Linked DNA regions of Gasterosteus aculeatus: region 1 is linked to region 2. The links are chromatin contacts, called in public Hi-C maps. All regions are on one chromosome and are shown on one strand. The core of a region is the stretch at or near the end of the contact, and the rest is flanking DNA. Distances in the headings are between cores, read along the strand shown.

What was found. Hi-C and Micro-C count contacts between places; a contact is called where the count stands out from the background.
Region 1: a Hi-C map of skeletal muscle shows a contact between it and region 2, with 10 times the contacts expected there. The contact joins the enhancer-like site here to the promoter of LOC120832027 in region 2. A contact is called at or near these places in 3 of 6 Hi-C or Micro-C datasets (skeletal muscle and whole body).

The regions. Positions count from the first base shown.
Region 1 is chr14:11,789,248-11,793,606 of fGasAcu3.hap1.1, reverse strand. No RefSeq gene overlaps it. Among protein-coding and RNA genes, the nearest start is that of LOC120832154, 7.0 kb to the right of the region's middle. Within about 2 kb of position 2,091, at least 5 of the 9 cell types and tissues checked have open chromatin away from gene starts, as enhancers often do.
Region 2 is chr14:11,755,813-11,760,095 of fGasAcu3.hap1.1, reverse strand. LOC120832027 (growth hormone receptor) reads right to left here and starts at 1,536. Exons shown (of 9, transcript XM_040198039.2): 1 at 1,294-1,536. It overlaps LOC120832026 (complement component C7), which reads left to right and starts at 1,298. Exons shown (of 19, transcript XM_078088482.1): 1 at 1,298-1,710.

The sequences.
Region 1 (4,359 bases), core at 842-3,341, 33 kb before region 2:
ACGGCTCTGATGGAGATCACTCTTCTTCAGCGCTGATGGAGAGCACTCTTCTTCAGACACTGGTCCCCATTCATGGAAGGGGTGTACGCCTAACGGGAGGATGTACCGGACTCTGAAAACAAATTGGAGCCATAAAAGGGAGGCCAGACGCCCAGGAGATTTGTGTTTGTTAGCAGCGGGGAGACATCTACGGACAGGTGTGATGTAAAGGTGTCGAGACATTTAATCAACTCCAGCGGTTGATGAAACGCTTCGTTGTGTCTTCGTTATGATTTTGCTTGCTTTGGTTAAGTTGGCACAGAGGTTTGGAGTGGGGGCAGAGTGACGCCGAAGCATTGGAAATAAAGGGATGGTTCTCACAGGTGATCTTTGTGTGCGCTCGGCCTGAGAGAGCTTTTCGGGTACGCTTGAATGGATGGAAACCTGACTGAAAGAAAATTGTAATTTGTTGCAAGTTTGGTTTTTGTTTTGTCTTTTCTCTGTTACCAATAGTGTGCGAATAGCTCTGTCCACGTGAGATTAATGTATATGAAACTTGGGTGGTGGTGTTTGAAAGATGAGAGATATCATACGAAAATACAAAGTGCAGCACCCCTTTTATTACCTTGTTATCTGACATTAATGTGTATAAATGTGTGCATGTGTGTATGTATGAATACGTTAATTTTTTTATTTTTCACTTAATTGTACATTGTAAGCACGTTAAATGTTACCGTATTGTCAAATCTTTTGTATTTGGAACATCAGCAGGATGCAGGATCCTTTTACAGCCACTAGGTGGAGCTGTTAATTAGGCTGAATTGCCATAAAAGCAATTTAGCCTGTAGTGACACGTTTACACCACTGGGCGTCACACCATGTTCATTCAACTGGATGCAAACTAAAACAAATCAATACGTTTACACGACTGGTTCTCAACCTGATCATAAGAGCTTTATGTTTTAAGAATGTAAAAATGAATTCAAGGATTCTTTGCAAAAAAATATTTCTGTACCGTAACTATGGTCGGATCTTAGATGTGGCAGTTTTACTTTTAGAATAACTCTGTACAGAGTTTGTCTTTTGTGCTGGTACTTTTACTTCAGTAAAGGATGTTATTTCACTATGACTGAGATGTGTAAAAATAGAAAATGCTGTATTTACATGCGTCACAAAGCAAATACATGTAATGGCTCTTAGTTGTTATTGTTGGTTCATCTTTGACGATGCCAAAAGGGAACCTCTCTACCTTCTCATCTGAAAGAAACAGTTGGTCCAGAACAATACATCATCATCGTTGTTGCATTCAATCAGGCTGTTATTGTGGTTTTGCACATCTCATGTTAAATGGTCTGTATACGTGGATACAGTGCATGTCTGAGGATAGAGGTTGTCCTATGCAGAATGTAAAACCCCACAAGGCAGATTTATTGTATGTGCATCATGTGAACTTCGTCCATGTGGATCAGTGAAGTCGTGCACCACTAGGGAGCGCTGCAACAGTGTTGTGCACTCCTCTCTCTTCATTATGTCAGGACTTCACTGTCAGGAGACAGAGAGCTGTGAGGTTATGAGTGATCCCTGTGCTTTGGGTGTATAAAAAAACACATCATGATCGCAGATATGTGATGAGAATTTCCATAAGAAAAATCCAATTGATTGTGCTGTGTATTTTACAAATAACATTCAGTCTTTTGAAATTAAATTCAGTCCAACAACATGGAAATGATGACTTAATATGTTTGTTATTAATCATGCAGTTTGACATTCATCTTGCATAAAGCATTCCTTGTAAGATTTAGTATTTATTTGTTACAAATGTATTATTTCACATGGTATCTAAAAATAAATCAACATAAACAAAAAGTCCTTTATTGATTGAGAAAAACACACAAGCCTTATTGTTATGAGAATTAGTGAATCCAAAGTGATTGCTTCAAATAAAGAGCAAATGTTAACACTTAGCAATCAGACACGCAGATCATCCTGGAGCACTAAAACAACAAAGTGCCCACCCAGCGTTTTGGCTAATTGAGACACTTTGTCAAAGACAACACCTCTGCAACCAATCAGAAGCCAGAGATGTGTCGCTGGGGAGAGAAAGGTGCAAAGCTCGCACTCTCATTGGCTCTGGCTGGATTTCCTTTGAGTGATTCCTGAACAGATGATGTGCTCCTCCATATGGCAGGCCTCTGTGACTCCTTTGTGCTCTTACTGATGCGACTCACGTCAACTTTAAAGGTTCGCTGCTGCACTTTGAGACCCTCCCCCAAGCCCCACCGCCTCTGCTGCTGACATGCAGGATGAATGGGGACTCAGCCCTATGTTGATCAGGCAAAGTGTGCCTTTCGTTTTGTATACGACCTCTCTCCTCCCCCTCGCCCCTGCAGCCCCTGCAGCCTGCACACTCGCAGCTCCAGACTTTGTTTTTTGGTGAAAAGAGCCGTCTCAAATGTCCCGTGCAGCCAACAGCAGCTGCTCCTGGACCTTTCCATTCTTCAGCACAAAGGGGGATAGAGGGCCGGGGTCTCGGTGCACCTTTGTGCACGGCCCCTCCTGTCGTTTTACTGCTCTTTGTGCCCATTGAACAGAGTGTAGAAGTGTTGGCTCTTGTTGTGTGTGTACAAGCACATTCATCCACCTGATCTAGTTCTGCAGCACACAGCACTGCAGAGACTCCACAGTCAAATATGTATCTTTTCTCATGTTTTCCATCTCAACGTTGATAACTCTGCAAAAAAAGCGAGAGATTTTTTCCTTTTCGTTATTTCAGAAGAATTAACTTAGACATGCACGATTCATAGTCTGATTGCCAACACCACACACACACACACACACACACACACACACGCAACTACACAACGTTCCTGCTGTGTCTGAACAGGGCACTTCAGGGCCCAGTCGTTCAAAGCGGATCAGTGTTTTGGCAACAGCTGGCACTATCTGCGTGTGTGTGTGTGTGTTTCTAAGAACTCACTTTGAGTTTAAAAGCAGCCACAGTGGACGTAAACAGAAGAAAATTGTCTATTTTCATATTTATTTACACTGTTTTAAGATAAAATCTAGAGCAACAAAATACACAACTTTTAACTCTTCAGAACGTTTCTTGAATTTCAATAAAAACAATAGCAAAAGATGTTGGGGGGAATTAAAAATAAAAACTATACCTGTGTCCAGCCCGGGGGACAGCGGGTTAATGTAATTAGTAATTTGCTTAATCATAAGCCGACACAAGCTGATGCATATCAGAACCAGACATTAGCACCAGCAGCTGATGTCTGAGGGAATGGGCGTGGGTATGTATGTATGTATGTGTGTTTGTGTGTGTGTGTGTGTGTGTGTGTGTGTGTGTGTGTGTGTGTTGCTTGACCCCGAGCCTGCTGGGACAGCAGCGTGTTTGCGGTAATGACAGTGGGTAATATTAGCATAGTTATAACCTATATTAGCATAACCATCAGACGAAGCGAGTGGAACTATGACGTCAGAGTGAATCACTCCAAATAAATGGATGAATAAAAAAATGATTGGAGCTATGGAGAAGGAGATTCTGATGCCAGTATCCTAGGCAACCTGCTAGACCAAAACACCAACAAACTAAGAGCACTCACCTGCAAACACACACACACACACACACACACACACACACACACACTTAGCCTGCAGCCCATCAGGGCCATCTGCTGCAGCTGACCACCAAACAGAAAAGATGTTTAGGAGGAGGAGGCTTTTATGTTGAAAGGACACTTGAGAAGCAGCATGTGGTTGCAGCAGTAGTGCTTCTTCTAAGCGGGGTGTAGACAGAGGGCAGGAGGGCTGCGAGGGGTTAGCGAGTTCAGACACAAAGTAACTGTGCGGTTTGTCCCGGAGCTTCAGAGGTGTTTATTGAGCAGACAAACTTTTCCCCCTTTGCGTCCGATCTCGAAGCTCAGCTGCTAGTTAGCTCACGTGATTTTAGTATCGACCTTCCTCTCTCACTCTCAGTGGCAATGCATTTTAAAAGCTGTACTATTCTTCACATGTTTCTGCTGACTGTCGGTTGGATGCTGCTGTTGGTCCGGATTGTTTCCTGAATAGTTCAATAGCAGCCGGCTTGCGCCAGACACACTGCCTCTTGCTCCCCCTCTTCCTCCCCTCTCTCTCTCTCTCTCTCTCTCTCTCCCCCCGTCTCCTCATCATTAAATTGGACAGCAGATGGAGTGAGTGCCGGGTTGGTTGCCGTGGAGATTTGAAGGGGTGATTGCTGTTTAGCTGGTCCCGCTTTGAGCTTTTTTATTTTTCGACTAGGAGGCTCTGTGGACTTGTGCCCATGTGAGGGTGCAGCACAAGGAATGATGACAGTCGAATATGTTTCTCAAACTTAATCGCTCTTCTTTCTTGGTT
Region 2 (4,283 bases), core at 287-2,786:
AAGAGCTCAATGTTGCCGTGCAAATGGGGGGACATGCATAGTCTCTTATTATTGATAATATCATACTTTATGAAACACAGCCAGACTGATCTGTTCTCAACTGTGAATTTCTTGATTCAGTTTTTCATAATTGGATTGCTATGGATTTCACAACAGCTGAATGTGGAGGCTACTTACCAAAACATTTTTCCGTGTTTGTGTATATATATATTGAATGAATCTCTTCTACGTCGTCTTAAGTTCAGCATGAATGAAATAATCACTGTTAGGTAATCTTTCACTGTTGGGTTGTGATAAAAACGTCTCTAATGCTTGTGCCAAGAGGAAGAATGACAATGTTCATTTTCACCAACATTGACTGAAAGCTGCAATGAGAGTATATTGTTTGTTTGTAAGCTCTGCTCACCAGCATTGAGCGCAGACATCTGGGGTTTCTCACGCTGATTAGACACATCAACAGACTCAACTACCCTCAGAACTCCAGACGCTGCTTGGATCAACACAAACATGTTCAAGGTCGTAACATCGTAACTAGTGTAAATGTACTCTACTGACATTTTGGGACAATTTTACTTGCATTAACAGCCTTGGAAAAAAAACGAATCCCATACAAACTGTCATGAGCTTGTTCAAGCAAATCCAACATATAACTGTCGTGACAAAGGTTTGTTTTCACGGAAACCCAGCGGAAAAAATGAACCAGAAAGACCAAATTCAGAATTTATATTTCAGTTACCAAGACATTTGTTGCAGAATTCTGTGCACGTTTCTTTTGGCAGCGAGGGTGAATGTGCACCATTACTGTCGATTTGTGTATATCTGTTGTCAGTTTGACATATTGCTGTTTTTGGATACGTGTTTACAACAGAACCAGTAAACACAACACAGACATATTCTCGCCTTGTAAAGTTGTTACGCAAATAATTTACACAAAATACAATTATTCCTCATCTGTAATCGAAATATTTGGGTGTTGAATCACTGCAATTTATGAGGTGGTAATTACACATTAATAGTTCCCATTTGATGTTGGCACGATTTAACTAATTAAAGTATTTTTTTTAACTGCACCAGAACGACGTGATTTAACCACCGGGACCCCCGGGACCCTTCCCAACCCCCCCCCCCCCCCCCCCCCCCGCGAGATTCATGACACGACACCATACATCGACAAGCACGAGCTGCGCGCGCCTGTCAACACACTAGTGTAGTAGAGTAATGTGTCACTCCACGTAAACACACACACACACACACACACGGGACCGTGCTGGACACACACGGGGACCAACTCACCGCGGCGGCACCTTAAGCGGACCCCTCCCGGCTCCCGTCCTCGTCCCCGCAGGCTCCCTCGGTAGAAAAGTACCAGCAAAAACCCTCGCGCACGAAACGACTCTAACAATCCTGCTAAAACAATAACCCGCACCGAGGATGTTGTGTGTCCCCCCCACCCCGAGCTCTATGTGCAGTGTGGTAACTGTGTGGTGGAGAAGCCTCCCTTGCAGCCCGGACAGACCACAACCCCACCCTCCACCTCCACCTCCCCCCCCCCACTCCCCGCGGGGCTGGCGGGGGTGGAGAGAAGGGCGACATCTGCCGGTGGAGTCCGGACACGCAGGAAAACCGCAGGGAAACACGCGCTGTTGATGTGCGCGAATCGCATTAGAAAAAGCGTCGAGTCAACTTCATCCGAAAAGAAAGATATTTAAGGTCAGTTGCTGTGTTTAAAATATACATATATATATATATTTGAGTTAAAATGTATGGATCGTTATGCAACATGTTTTCATAAACCCTAACAAGTAGGTTTGTTGCCTAAATCTGAAGGGATTTATGTCAGAAATAACTCGCATGACTGAGGGCCGTTTGTTTCCGTTTAGTGACCTCTGCTTCCTTCAGCCTGTTTAGTGACGGATTACAGCCAACCGGTGAAATGGTCTAATAGTTCATTCAAATTCTCAGGACAATTTGAAAGGAAACACTGTTAGTTAGTCAGCATGTGAGAAGAACAGTTGATTCCTCTGTGGGAAATCCTCCATAAGGAGACTTGACAACATTAGTATTACCAAAAGTACCACAATGTAGAAAATGTAACAATAAAAAGTACTGCATCCAAGGTGTTACTTAAAAAAGGTTCTTAAGTAGCCGCATAACATCTTACACACACTTGCCAAACAAAGTTTGATTTCCTTGCAGCTAACCGCAATAACGTGTATAGAGACCTTTTAAATTTAAGAGTCGGCTAAAAGTACTCATGATCCATAAGGGCCTCTGCATTACGTCTCATTGGGATGCAAGTCAGTGCATACAATTTATTTTTGCAGCTGTTAAAGGTGAAGGTAATTTACATCATTGATTACTAGTGGATTTACAGTTTGTATTATTCTTAATTTGCAAAGCAACTAATTGTATCACATAAATAAAGGTAAAGAAGTAAAAAGGTTGGCTTCCAAAATGGAAAATATAGAAACATACTGGAAATGTTCACGTAGAGTACAAATACCTAAAATACTGTACTTAAGTGTAACTTGGAAGTCAGACCCAGAGATGGGAATTATTAAGTAGCACCACCTATTCTACACCGCAAATTATGTTAGATACACCTATGTCATTAAGTGCGAGTTGTTAGTGTGCCAAAAATAAAACTTGTATTCAAGCTATTGATTCAGAGCAGTATTTCTCAGAAAGGTGACCACTCCAGTCAAGTCGCCGGACAGAAAACCCAAACAATAAGCTTGCAGTTGTAATTCTAGGAATTCTTTGCATTCTTTTCTTTGAGTTATAGGATTTTAGAAAAGGCTGCAGGTGATCAAAATTAAAGATCAGTAAATTGTATATGTTTAAATATGGTTTTGTTTTGTTGTTAATTAAAACCAGATTTATTTTTAGTTTAGAGGCAGAAGATAATTTTGGTAATTTTGGTTTCATATTAAAGTCTATAAATCGAAAAGGTTGAAAATAAATCATTCCAATCAGCATAATGAGAGGTAGAGGCACGCTGGATCTTGTGCGATTGGAATAATAATTTTTCAAAAGCCTCACACCAACATTCCCAACCACAGCCGCCCATTCAGGTTTTTGAATTTTGCAAGACAGGAAAAAGAGGACTTCTTCTTCCTGTGTATTGAAAACAGGCGATCACTCCATGTCATGTGTCCTAAGTGCTACAGGAGACAAGGAGACACCACAAGATGGCAGCCTCTCCTGTGGAGATGCTGTAGAAGTATTTGATAACAAAACAACTTGTGATAACAAAAAGTATCACACAGTAAATAACGACTCGTATTTTAAAGGCAAGAGATTTGAGAAGACAAAGTAATTAGTAATTGTTTGCTTTATCTATGGAATTAAGTTGTATTAACTTATTTTACAAATATACGGCTGTTGTGAATTCAGTGTCGTTTAGCCTTTGGCGGCTCGTAATTGGGCAGTGGGGCCTGTGGCTTGCAGTTAACGGCGCTAACATTGCAAACAACGGCAATAGTGCTGACAGGGCAAATGGGGGGCGTTGGGGAGGTGGGGGGGGGGGTGCACGCTCACATCGATTTAAGGACTCCCAAAGCAAAGACATGCTCACATTACAACACACAGAAAAGGGCAAAAATGAATTCTCTGCTCTTTAATATACTGACATAGGATAGTTTTGTGTCTCTATTTTAATGCTTAGAGTAGAGAACATTTAGATCAATCATCCCTAAGTAATAAGTAGGACGTTTTTATTACAAATAAAGATGTGGATTAATATTGCCACTTTGGGCTTTTTTGACCTTTTGCCCGAAGTCATGCTGCCTCCAACGTTCTTATCCAGGATAAACAATTGTGATGCAACTAGTCCTGTCACACTCCAATGACGATGTTGTTTTGGTAAACAAAAAAAAAATGGATTTCATCCTCCACCCTTCAGCACAGAATATTACATTATTACATTACAGGTCATTTAGCTGACGCTTTTATCCAAAGCGACTTACATTACACTTTAAACCCGTGGCTTTTACATTTTTGCCCGGGGAGCAATCAGGGGTTAGGTGTCTTGCTCAGGGACACATCGACTTGAGACATGGGGCAGCCGGGACTCAAACCTCCAACTTTGCGGTTCCCAGACACCCGCTGCACCACGACGAATAGACCGCTAAACTGTTACTGGGAGTGAAGTGTAGAATGGAGAACAAATCATCTGTTCTGGGAATGATGCTGTGGGAAAGAACACTGGGTTTCTGTCCATGACTCATCGGGTGCAACACAGGCAGAACACATGTGGTAGTTCGGATTTGGTTAATCAGGAT